2 separate regions of the Mus musculus genome follow, and region 2 is linked to region 1. The links are chromatin contacts, called in public Hi-C maps. All regions are on one chromosome and are shown on one strand. Each heading gives the region's core, a stretch centred on a gene start, on an enhancer-like site or on the middle of the called end of the contact. The rest is flanking DNA. Distances are from core to core; before and after follow the strand shown.

The links. Hi-C and Micro-C count contacts between places; a contact is called where the count stands out from the background.
Region 2: a contact with region 1 is called in a Hi-C map of liver, with 3 times the contacts expected there. The contact joins the enhancer-like site here to the promoter of Zfp422 in region 1. A contact is called at or near these places in 8 of 39 promoter capture datasets (the 3T3-L1 cell line, 3T3-L1-derived adipocytes, embryonic stem cells and 3 more), 3 of 484 Hi-C or Micro-C datasets (cerebral cortex, liver and uterus) and 3 of 115 datasets of contacts at active chromatin or transcription factors (embryonic forebrain, forebrain and hepatocytes).

The regions. Positions count from the first base shown.
Region 1 is chr6:116,625,235-116,631,661 of GRCm38.p6, reverse strand. Zfp422 (zinc finger protein 422) reads left to right here and starts at 2,663. Exons shown (of 2, transcript NM_026057.3): 1 at 2,663-2,731; 2 at 4,529-6,427. The coding sequence starts at 4,626. The coding sequence ends at 5,339.
Region 2 is chr6:117,650,668-117,656,956 of GRCm38.p6, reverse strand. No RefSeq gene overlaps it. Among named protein-coding and RNA genes, the nearest start is that of Gm9946, 94 kb to the right of the region's middle. Within about 2 kb of position 3,841, at least 56 of the 459 cell types and tissues checked have an H3K27ac peak or open chromatin away from gene starts, as enhancers often do. A contact at or near this core is called in 3T3-L1-derived adipocytes, hepatocytes, liver and 1 more, where this site is marked.

The DNA.
Region 1 (6,427 bases), core at 1,414-3,913:
CTCCCTCTGGCTGACCCGTCCAGGCTGCTTAGATATGTTCAAGGCCAATCCTGAGCATGTTTACCTAGAGCTGCGGGTCTGTCCGCTCCCTGTTCTGTCTAAACTGTCTCCGTTAGAGTTTCTATTGCTGGAATGAAACACCATCACCAAAGCAACTTGGGGAGGAAAGGGTTTATTTCATCTTACACTTCCAGGTAAGAGTCCATTCCTGAAGAAAGCCATGGTAGGAACTCAAGCCGGGCAGAAACCTAGAATCAGGATCTGATGGAGAAGTCAAGAAGAGCTGCTCACTGCCTTCCTCCCCAGGGCTCACTCAGCTTGTGCTCTTAAATACCCCAGAATCACCTGCCTAGGCTGACACCACCTACACTGAGCTGGGCCCACTGACAACAACTGTTAATTGAAAAAAAAAAATGCCCTACAGATATGCCTACAGGAAGAACATAAGGGGATGAAAGGGGTTGTTTCTCAACTGAGAGTTCCTCTTCCCAAATGACTCTAGCTGGGTCAAGGTAGTATAACACCAAACAGGACATTAGCCAGTATGAAATGAGGAGAGTGAGAACTCAACCTGGGGAACCCAAAAGCCCCCCCCCCCATGAGGAAAATGATAGAGAACAGGGCGCTGATAGCCCCACGTGAGGAAAATGGATTTTGGTTTCTGAATCCCCTTTCCACCTTGTGGAGAGTCTTTCTTTCTGTGTGCTTTTCAGTAGCTGTCTCCGGGGCCTGCTTTCTCACTGACTTTAACTGGGGGATGGGTGGGTCCACCACTTCCTTTTCCAATGCTCGTGTGTGTGTGTGTGTGTGTGTGTGTGTGTGTGTATGTGTGTGTGTTGTGGTTGTTGTTGTTCTGTTTTTTTTACCTTTTTGTGTCTTGGATTTTTTTCTCTTTTATTTCTTTAGCTGGTGAGAAAACACCCAGCCAAGACCCCCAGATGGCACCAGAAGGGTTGTTTGTAAGTTTAGAGTAGGGGAGACCATGACAAGAGTGACATTGAGGATTTTGGCTTGAGCAGCTGGAGTGAAGGCACGGTTGTCAATTGCTGGGCGGAGACTATCGAGGGACAGAACGTTTGATGTGCCATGCTCACTGCGCATTCAAACGGGATCCCAAGCAATCGGATCCAGGAGCCTGGAGCTCTGGAGAGTTGCACATGTCAATGGGTCAAGAGAGTTTATGCTGGGACCAAATATAAATGACCGTGGCCCAGAAACAGATTTAGGTTACCTCAAATCCCAGGCCCCAACATGGAAGCAGTTTCATGAAGTTTCATAGTAATAGAATAAAGAAAGTTGCAAAACAAGACACTTTGGAACACACTAGTGGAAGCATGGAGTGGGAGGTTATAGCAGCATGGAGGAACCTCAGCTGCAGGCTTCCGCTATCAGATGACTCTTGGACTTCTGGTTGTAGAAAATCAGTTTTGTTAAATTAGCACATCCCAAAATATTTTTTACCTGTCAGTCACAGGATGTCAGGTCAAAAGTGGGCAAAGTAGTGGTTATTTCCATGGCTAGAGATACCTCAAACTCTGTTATGACTGGGCTCCGGACCTACGACACTCCCAAACCCTCCATAACCACAGAAGCTCACTTATCTGGCCAGCCGCGCAGAAGAGTGCTGCTTCTCTGCAGGAAGTTGCATTTATGGACACCAGGATCAGCCAAGGTCGCCAGTGAGGGGAGTCTGCCTTAATGCGATGAATCTGAAGCCATTAGAACTCCCCTGGGAAGGAAGCATGTGTGCCTTTCCAAACCGAGTTGTTCACTCACAGTGTGAGCGGGAGCAGAATTCCTCTCCAAGCTGGGGTTCCTGCCCAGTACACTGAACGCATTCATTTTCCTCTGATAGGAGTGGCTGATGCAAAGTCACGGCTCTCTCCTCAAAGTCATGAGTTTTATTCAGAGGCCAAACACAAGTGATGATGGCCCAGGGAACACAGATTTAGATTACCCAAACTCCGCCTTTCAACCTGCAACCAAATTCATGAAGGTTTGACAGTAACAGAACAAAGAAAGCCATAAATCAAGATACTTTTAAATTCATTTGTAGAAACATCAGAGAGGTGGGTTAGAGCTCTGTTTAGACATCTCAGCTATAGATGTCATCTAACATAGTATTCTTGGCCTTTTGATTGGAGAATGGGATTTTGTGTTTTATCTGTCAGGATGTTGCACATCCTTCCATAGAAGTGGACAAGGAATGGATGCATCCCAAGATGAATACTAATTATGCTCTGGACCTGCAACATCCCAACCTCTCTTCACCACCGCCGTTTTAATCAATCAGTCAGCCTGTGCGGACAGTGTCCTCCAGAAATTTCACGGGCCTTTTGGTGATATAAGGCGACCCGTGAAAAACATAAGTAACACCTTAGGCTGAAGTTATTTCTCTAGACTAGATACTCAGTACTAAGAATGCAATTTACAAGTTGGAACGGGCTGGTTTGGGGGTGGTGAGCAGAATCTAACAAAGGCCAGTTTCTGTGTAGGTCGACCAGAATAGAAAGAGAGCGGGTAACAGGCCTTAAGGTCCTTGGCTCTGCCTTCTGAGTGGTAAGAGAGGAACACAAAAGGACCACCGGAAGAATCCGCAGGATATGGTGGGGTGGGCCGGGGACCATAGAGGGTCTCTCCGCCTCTTCCTAGAGCGGCCGGCAGCTCCGCGGCTAGCAGCCCGCACTTCCGGCGGGCGAGGCGCGAGGCGGGCACCGTGGCGGCCTGCGCGGTGAGTACGCGGGGCCTGCGGGTCTGCCTGGGCCGGTGTTGGGTCGGGTCGGGCTGCGGCGCTGCACGGAGCCCGGCGGGTGGCCTCGGGCTGGGGTCGGCTTCGGCCTGGGCGCCTCCGCTCGCCGCGGAGGAGAAAGACTCCATTGTACGGGTGGGTAGGCTGCACCGGGCCATTGTGAGCGACTTGGAGGGAAGCGGCGGACTCTTTGTTGCTGCCGTAAATGGGTGAGGGAGCAGGTGCACGCCGGCTAGACGGGTCCCCAGTACTGGAGCTCCATCACCCAGCTTTACCCAGCCTCTCCCCTACTGGGGACCTCGATCAGACAACCGGACTTGGCGGGCGTTAGACGAGGGGGCGATGGACTCCCCAGGTCGGACAGTGAGAAATCAGGCCCGGAGGCGGCTCCGGGGTTGGGATGGGTAAAGGAGCTAAAGGAGCTTCGGGCCTGTGTTTACGAACCCACGAAAGGAGGTTTTAAATCAGCTTTATTTTAAAAATAGGAGCACACATAGGCTACCTGTAAGTATGATTACTTCATCCATAGGTAGATTCCATAATCGATCAGTTTGCAACCAGTTGTGAGTTCCCCGGTATTTAAAGAGATGTGTTTAAAAGTGTATGCTTACCATTATAGCTATTTATTGAGTACCAGGTACCCCACACAGTGTCTCCTGTTTACGTGGTCTGTACATAACCGAGACGGTTATGGGCAGTGATTGCTGTAGATCTGTGTTATGTGCAGTTTGCTCTTTCTGTTGCTGCAATTGTAGCAGATAAAATTATTAAACACCCAGGAAAAGCCCCTGGGCACTCTTACGTTTGGAGGATTATTATACAGCAAAATCAAGACGAAGGAAAAAAAAGGCAGGAAAAGATGTCATTTGTGTTTTTATTTACTTACTTTAAATGCTTGTGTGCAAGGAAACTCAGAAAAATAACTGAGTTGCAAGTAGGTTTTCCAACTAACCTAAGACACTGGAAGTCCAGTGACTGGCTTTGCAGGCCTGAACACCTCCCACACTCTCGCCTATTTGGAGTGTGTGTGTGTGGAAGGGGTTGTTTTGACAGCTTCCAGACAACCTTAAATGTAATGCAATAAACTTATTTTAGAGCTTTTGGTTGTGCTCTCCTTCTTGGCGTGCTATAGTCTAGGAAAGGAAGAATAAAGTGTTTTGGTTTTTTTTTTTTTTTTCCAGATTTTTCTCACCTAGTATTTTCTGAATAAGACTCTTGGGAAACTTGAAATTCTCTTTACCGATTAGCTTCTATTTTCAACTCCGCTTGCTAAGTTATCATCTATAGAAATAACCAAGCAAATAAGAATAGATAGGAATCTATGGAGGTGTAGTATAATCTGTCATTTCTTTTGAATTGGATATCTTACGTAGCAGCTATTAAATGAGAAATTTAGCACAGCCAGTATTGACCTGAGATGCTGTTTAGCAGAGATATTGATCATCTTTTGCAGTTATTTTTGTATCTTCTCTGAGACTTTATCTTGCTTTTGCTTTTTAGTCCTTCAAAATACTCTCTGTGGCTCCTCCCTAACAGGTTTATGTTTTTCTTCGTCTTCTCTTTTGCCTGTCCAAAATCAGAAACGTTGCAAAATGATGATGATGCTGATTAAGCTTAACCTCTGGCATTAGAATCACCTAACGAGCACCTGTCTCTTAAAAGTGCGTCATTGCACTTGTACTAGGTGTGCTTTGGCTACACATGGATGCAGTTTTGATAGATTGAAGAGGTGCTAGTGCTGAACTAATAAATATCTGTATTTTTCTTTTTCTTCTACAGAAGGGAATTCCGAGTTGCGTCACTCTAGGATATGAGACCTTAGTTCAGAAGTTCAGAAGACAGTAGGATCTCTTGCCGACACATTTGCCTACTCACCATGAGGTTAGGAAAGCCCAAAGGGGGTATTTCTCGAAGCGCCAGCCAAGGAAAAGCCTATGAGAGCAAGCGCAAGACAGCCCGCCAGCGACAGAAATGGGGGGTGGCCATTCGCTTCGACTCGGGCTTGAGTCGACGGAGAAGGAACGTGGACGAGAAGCCTTACAAGTGTGCTAAATGCTCCAAGAGTTTCAGTCAGAGCTCCACGCTCTTTCAGCACAAGAAGATCCATACTGGGAAGAAATCCCATAAATGTGCCGATTGTGGGAAAAGTTTCTTTCAGAGTTCTAACCTCATCCAGCACCGGCGGATCCACACGGGGGAAAAGCCCTATAAGTGTGACGAGTGTGGAGAGAGATTCAAGCAGAGCTCCAATCTCATCCAGCACCAGAGGATCCACACCGGCGAGAAGCCCTACTGCTGTGATGAGTGTGGCCGGTGCTTTAGCCAGAGTTCCCACCTCATTCAGCACCAGAGAACCCACACCGGAGAGAAGCCCTACCAGTGTGAGGAGTGTGACAAGTGCTTCAGCCAGAGCTCCCATCTGAGGCAGCACATGAAGGTGCACAAAGAAAAGAAGCCACATAAGAGGGGCAAAAATGCCAGGGTGAAAACTCACCCGGTGTCCTGGAAAAGGGGCAAAGGGAGGAAGGCGGTGGCTGGGATCCGCCAGGTAAAGGGAGCCACTTCCGGCCTTTTTAAAAAGAAGAAGTGAAAGGTAGAGGAGAAAGCCGCTCCGAAGAGTGGATGCTTTACAGTAGAGCACTTAGATACCGCTCCTCCCTAGCATGGAGACTTCAGGAGTTTCATGACAGTGCGCTGAAACTCTGAGTCTAGCTGCCCTCATTTCCTTTAAAAATAAATAAATTTATGTGACATGGAGCAGAAAGAACTGAAACAATAGTTTGGTAAGAATTTAATATTCTTAGCCTCAGTTGAAATCGCTTCCCTCCATTTTGATAAAAAGAATCATGTTTTCATGATCCACTGGCGTGCCAATGATTACTCTTATTTTTCGGAATTTCTGTATACGAAATCATTAAAGAAAGAAGGAATGGGTTTTCAGATTCTAGGATCGACTACATTTTATGTTTTTAATGTTTTGTAGTTTATTAACCATTAGTATCAGCATTGACTCAGTATTTGACATAGTAAAATGCATTCAGATTCATAGATTTTGGTTTTTATTAGTGTATATTGTACGAAGTAATGAGCTTCCTTTTCTCCAATGTGTATGAGGTATCTGTATGATGTGCTTTGCTCACACCCACCGTTACCCTCGCCCACCTCCTCCTGGTTCTCCTTTTATCCCAGAGAGTTCCCCTCCACTTAAAATGTTGCCCCTAGCGTCTGTGAATGACAGACAGTGTGTTTGGTTATTTTTCTGCATCCACTTTCCTGTGCCTACTGTAATGTTCTCTAGTTCAATCCATTCTCCAAGCAACAGGACTGTGGCTTTTCTTTTTCGTCTCACAGTCTATTGTAGTGTTTGAAGGCTTTAGCGACAACCCGCTTTTGTTTGTTTCTTTCCTTCTGCTATGTTAGTAAAGGGTGAGAAGGTCTCCATGTGGCTTTTCTTTTGTTTTTGTACTTTTTTGTTTCTTACCATATTCTTAGAGATGTAAAGGAATCCAAAGTGAGAAACTGCAGACCTCCTGCTCCTGACCGCACTTCTTGAGATGCTGATGCTGTCACTGCTCTGTCACTTGCTTTCTTGAAATGGGAATGGTTTGTGTTGAATCATGCCAGTGGCCTCACAGCGTCTACATGAATAAACTCTGTTACCAGGAAACCTCGACTTAC
Region 2 (6,289 bases), core at 2,592-5,091, 1.0 Mb before region 1:
CATGAGCTTTTCATACCTGTGTCCTGTCCCTTGTTTGCTGAGGGTGACAAGGGACGTTCGATCTATCCTCACAAGTGAAGACAGAGAAAGAGAAAATGTAGTGTTTATCCTGGAGAGAGTGCTTAGAGTTGAGTGGAAACTAGGAATTACCTTGATAATTAGATGAAGGCTTGTAGATTAGATTAGAAAAGAGATGAAAATTAGATTTAAAAAGCTAAAAATAAAATGGTACCTTCAGAAAAATACAAGCAAGCATGGATAAAACGAATTAAAAATAAATTCCGCAAGTGCTATGACATTTACATTGTAGTTTGGGAATTAGTTCAATAAAATTCTAATTTCTATTGAATTGATTTCTGATTAAAATTAGGAAAAATGCCTTTGAAGGAAATAGCTCTCCTTGCAGGCAAGTTACACTAAGAATGTAAATGCAGGAAAATCATATTTTCCCATGTGAGTGAACTGGAAATATCTCTCACACAGTCTGTGTTCACAGCCCCATAATGTGCTGAAGGCCAAGTCAATGGAGCCATCATGGGAAGCTTCAGAAAGGGAAGTGATCATCCAGACCTTCCTGGGGCCCCCCTTACTGCCCTCTTCTCTCAAGCAAGCTCCTCTCAGCCTCACCTCTGAGTGTCTTTCACCCCCTCTTCTAGCCTCCAGCTATCGGTCACCGTCTTCACCACCTCCCTCTTACTGCTCCAACACACACAAGGAGAATGCAGATTTTGGCTGCATTTGCTTTACTGTGGAATGCCAGAGGCTTCCTTTCTAGCCCTTTGGCATTGCTTCGCCTGGCTGGAAGATGCTTCCGGAACTGGTGTGAACTCTGGCCTTTGGAGAAAGTCTTTTATCCCAGTTGCCAGACAATAGAATCTGGAAAAAAATAAATAAAGAAAAAGCTATCAGAGGAACACACAGGGGCCACATCTTGGGGGACAGTGTGACTTATTTCACCTGCTCCTCTGGCAGGGAGGTGAGTAGGAGGTAGGCAAAGCTCCTTATACTTCAAGAAGAACCCCTTCTCCAAGGCCCACATTTCCTAACGGTTGGTGGTGCCAATGTGATTTCTGCTTTCTGTGGGTCTCCATGGTGTGCTCAGAGATAGGAGAGATGGGGAGGCACATAGCAGTGGCAGTGAGAGCTGCAGGGCCTTTCTATAGAGACCTGTATCAGCTGAGGCCATCTGCAGCTGGCCAGGGACAACACTGACTGGTTCTCTAACTTGACCTGGGAGCCGCCCATGCTTCAGCCTACAGCAGTCTTCAGGGCATCCTTACCCAGGGTGAAGGCTTGGACTCAGCAGACACAATAATCCTCACGTTCTTGAGATTCTGATGCCCATAGGCATAGAGCCAGGTTGTTTGCAATTTGCAGTCCCTAAAAGGGATCATTGCACTTTCTCCATGAGGCAGGTTCCAAAGGTTCCAAAGAAAGATGTCATAGCCATCCTTTACTGGAGGAACAGAGCTGGCAGAGGTTTTGTAAAGGAAATGGTAGAAGAGTTGAACTTTAATGGATGCACATGGCTTCATAATTAAAGATGGAGAGACAGAAAGAGACCAGGCTCAAACACAGGAGGACCCTGAGAATTCTCCATAGATACCTAGATAATCACATGGGAGGTGGTGGCACTGGAGCTGCATCAGGTTATACAGGGGCTTCCGTGCTGGCCTCTGAAGTCTGGGTGTCCTCCTGTGAGAGAGAAAGAGTAGAAACCAAGCTCTACCATGGGAAGGAGACCTGGGAGTCTTTGATGTGTTAATAACTGTGGGGTCCTGAGGTAAGGGCAGGAGAGGCTGGCTGCTGGAGCAGGCAGGGTAGGTGAAGAAGAGCTAAGGTGGTCAGCCAACTTGTGCTGTGTGAGACAGACATAGAAGATGTGGGTGTTCAGATGCAGCCCCCAGCTCAGCCCTTTACTTTCCAAAAGCAAACAGAATGCCTGAAACATCATCAAAATGGTGTGTGTGTGTGTGTGTGTGTGTGTGTGTGTGTGTGTGTGTGTGTGTGAGAGAGAGAGAGAGAGAGAGAGAGAGAGAGAGAGAGAGAGAGAGAGGGAGAGAGAGAGAGAGAGAGAGAGAGAGAGAGAGAGAGAGAGAGAGAGAGAGAGAGAGAATGGTGTATCTTGTGTACAGATGATAAAACATGACTCTATTAAGGGTTAAAGATTTGCTTAAGAATTAAATAACTCCTATGACTGGTAAAAATCCATCAGTTTGGACTAAAATCCCTGGTTTGAAGCTCCGAGTGCCTTAGAAATGCTGGAAGAGGTAGATTTTTGAATAGCAAAGAGAGAGCAGGTCTGGAGCCAGCCTGCTCATGTTCAAACTACTGCTTCACTTCTTAGCAGTGTGTGAGCCGGGCTGGTTACTCAACCTCTCTGTGCTTCAGCGCTCTCCTGCAGAGGAATGACTTACTGGTATTTATTTCCTAGTTGTTTCAATGATCCTAAGTGGGTCTAAAGACCATTGTATTCCTGTTAGCTTTTACTTTTTTTTGCTGTCAAATTTAAATGGTTCAGAGTTTGCTAAAAGCAAGATAACAAAGCTTAGAGGAGGTTGTAAAAAAAAGCAACTGAGTCATAAACATAGGCAAAAGCTTGCACATAAAGTTAAACGCGACATGCCAGGCTAGCAGAATGAGGAGAACTTCTGGCAGAAGTGTGACTTTCCATTGTAAAGACTGGGGTTATTAAGTCCGCGTGTGATTTTTGGCATCTTTTCACTCTTCTGGAGGATATTTTTAATAGCTTTGTTTCCTTCTGACTACCCTAATATGACTTCACAACGCTATTTGGGGAAATTAAGGGTCCTAAAGCGGGACACTGAACACACAGTCGCAGACTATTCTAACAGCGTCACCAGTGCGCATGCGAAGCTGTTCCTGGCGTGCCGTCGCCATACGTACGAGCTGTGGCATTTTCTGAGGGAGTGACAGGGGAAAGTCAGGCCCTGGATAATATTACATACCACATGACCCTGTGTATTTTCTTTCTGTAATTTTATTTGCTACCTGTCTTTCATTATAAAATGTTTTAGCAAAGATTGGAAAGAATTTAGGAGATTAGGAAGGCGTATCTGGTAAAGCCTTCAAGTAGGTCTGCTGCAGCACAGATTGTTGTTTTTGTGGTTTATTTAAAAGGTTGGGTGTAGCATTATGCTCTAAATATGGTTTTCTCAGACTGTGGAAGAATTAAGGTTAACATGGGGGATTGAAAATTCACTTCATTCAAAAAAAGTTGACTGTACTCACTTGCTTTCAATGAAAATGAAGTCAAATGAATCACACACACACACACACACACACACACACACACACACACACACAAATATTTCTAAATATCAAGGTAGTTGGTCTTTGGAATGCAAATGCGTACTTTTAGGATTGGATTGAATTGCCTTAGTCATGCTTAGAATAGAGTCAACATTCCCTTGTGGATCTAGAGACCCACAGGGAAGTAATTTTATATACTTTTTATTTATTTGTTCCTTCGTTAATTTTCTCACGTATTTATTGAGGTACTGGGACCCAGCATCTCTAGCACGCTAGGTGCACCCCACCACTTGGTCAGTATTGCTCAACTGCAAGTTGTGAAGGTTGAAGTTGCTTGTGTTCCTTTTTGAAAAAGACATTTTAATTTGCTTGGGTTTGTCACAGCTGGCTCGCCCCTTATCAAAAACAATCCCGTAGAACATTGTTCTGTGGCTGCTTTTCCTGCCCCCAAATGCCGACTTCAATTATTGGGCAACTCTATTCCATCCTGCCAAGTTAGGACAAGGCAGTGCCTGGGGAGAGCGAAAGCAGTGTCCTGGACTTCGCCTGGGACGGGATCCAGGAGGCTTATGGGAAGAAGTTTGTTTGGAAATGGACCTCATGGCCCACTGTGATTTCATAACTCCGAGGGCCAAGCCCCATGTGGTTCAAGCCCTGAGTGAGCTGCGGTCAAACGAACACAGTCAGCTACTAACAGTTATTTCAAACAGAAAGTGGAAACTGTCCTTTAATGTCCCTCTTTGTCCTTGACTGCTCTGAGGTTGGTTCTCTGTGTTGAACCCTTTTTAGCCCCGCTCTACTCTATTTCCCCAACCCAAAGGAGCCTCCTTCGGGTCCAGAGTCGTAGTGGTTTATCCCAGCTTCTAAACAGTGTTACGGGGCTGTGGAGATGGACCAGTGCTTAAGAGCGCACACTGCGTTTACTGAGGACCTCGGTTCAGTTCTCAGCAGGTCACAGCGTGACTCCAGCTCCAGGGATTGAACCCGCTTCTGGCCTATGTGCTTTTACACGTACATACACACACATACATCACACACAGACACACACACACACACACACAGACACACACACACAGACACACAGACACACACACACACACACAGAGAGAGAGAGAGAGAGAGAGAGAGAATCAAAAATAAAATAAATCTTAAAGAAAGAGAGAGAAATTCTTAGCTTGCAGGCCTATAATTCTAGCATTGGGGAGGGTAGGCTAGGCTACACAAAGCTCTGTTTCACTCCCTCCACCCGCCAAATGAACAGAACAAAATGAAACTCTAGGCTAGGGGGCTAAGCCTGCACTGGAGGAAGCAGAGCTGTTCCTGAACAGGTAGAAGGAAGGGCTGGGCTGGTGTTTAGCAGTCTTTCCCACATGCTGGTTTGGATGACTCTCAAGACCTCTCTATTTCCCCTTAGGTGGAGCTTGCTATAATCACAGAGAGCCCTTTCCAGCCTGCCCAGAGGAGGCTGGGCTCTCCCTTCCCAGAGGTTTCCTAATGGGAGCCAGCAAGCAGTGGTGTTTTTAAGAGTACTCACTCGCCACCTCCTGCCACTCCCGTGTTTCCTTTACCCATCAGATTCTTTTCAGTGCTATTTGCAGATGAAGGTTCTAGATAACGTAGAAGGAATTCCCCAGTTGCACTTGAATAGCTGTGGGCAGTGTGTAGTTGCTCAGGGAGCTCACTGACTTTGCAAGGAGGAAAGAAGACAAAGGCACAGCCAGTTTTCCTGTGGATAAATCAAAACAAGGACAGTTTGAGAGCCAAGGAGGGAGAAACATCATTTCAACCTCTGGCTCCTTTGTCCTCCTTGGCTCTCTGGCATTGGCTTCATAGTGCAGTTAGGGCTGAGACACAGGAGGTATGGAGACTCCTGTCATGTTGTTGTTCCCTTCAACCAGGGGAAAGGCTGGCTCCAGCCAGTGGAAGAACAGATGCACTCTGCTGAGAAATTCATACGTTTGTTTTAACCCTTCCGTTAAAGATGTGTGAGAGATGTTCACAGCTCATGGTGGGCAGCTCCAGCATGCTGCCTTCCCAAGTGGATCGGACGGGATTGGCATTTTGTACTGGACCCTTCCCCAGGGTTTATGTCACTTACTGTCACTTACTGCTGTCCTGCCAGGTGACTCATCCTACCACCCGTGCTTCTTGGATGAACAATCAGGTACAGAGTAAGATTTTGTCCAGAGTGACATGGTTGGGAGTCGGGACTCAAACCCAGGAGTCTAGACTTCCCGCCCTCAGCTCTATCACTGTATGACCAGGGTTGATCCCATACTGAGCTACATGAAGGTGCACTGGTCACTGACACCATTGTTAAGTGTATTTATGTCACCATGGCCTTGTAATTAAGAGACTGATTTGGTACCATCAAATGTGTCTCCTTGGTCCTCTTTGGCTTTGATGTGTTCATTGTAATTCCAATAAAAATCTGGTGGCTCTGGGGCCTCACCATGAGGCTTGAGGGTTTTAGGTTCTGTGTGTCTGTTTTACTGTTGTGAACAGTATGGGGGTACGGGGGAATAGGGGAGGTGGACCCAGGCCACAGATGAGCCTTTCTCTAAGGTGGTTGGGTGTGTTTTCTTGTAAACTACACCTGCAAAATAGTAAGATTGAATAATCTAAAAATTCACAATAATACAGCTTTACAATCTCACCAGTAATATTCTTGCCACAAGAGAATTATGTTGATTTGATAAAATGAGATAAATATGACCCATGCTTGGTCTTTTGTTTTCTTTTGTCCTTTTCTTTCTTTCTTTTTTTCTTTGTTTGCCTAAAGAAAAACCCCAAACAACAACAAAATCAACAAACAGCCAGAATCAGTACATCTGGCTCAGCATACATAGTTCAGAAGCTGATAGAGCGAGCGGATACTCAGTAAATGATAGCAGCTGTAAAGGAGAACTCACTCATCTGGCTCACCTCTCATCCCAGGCTAAGCCTGCTTGAGTAATTCCTCACTTGAAAGGAGTTAGAAAGAGTTCTGACTAATACACACCACAATAAACCATAA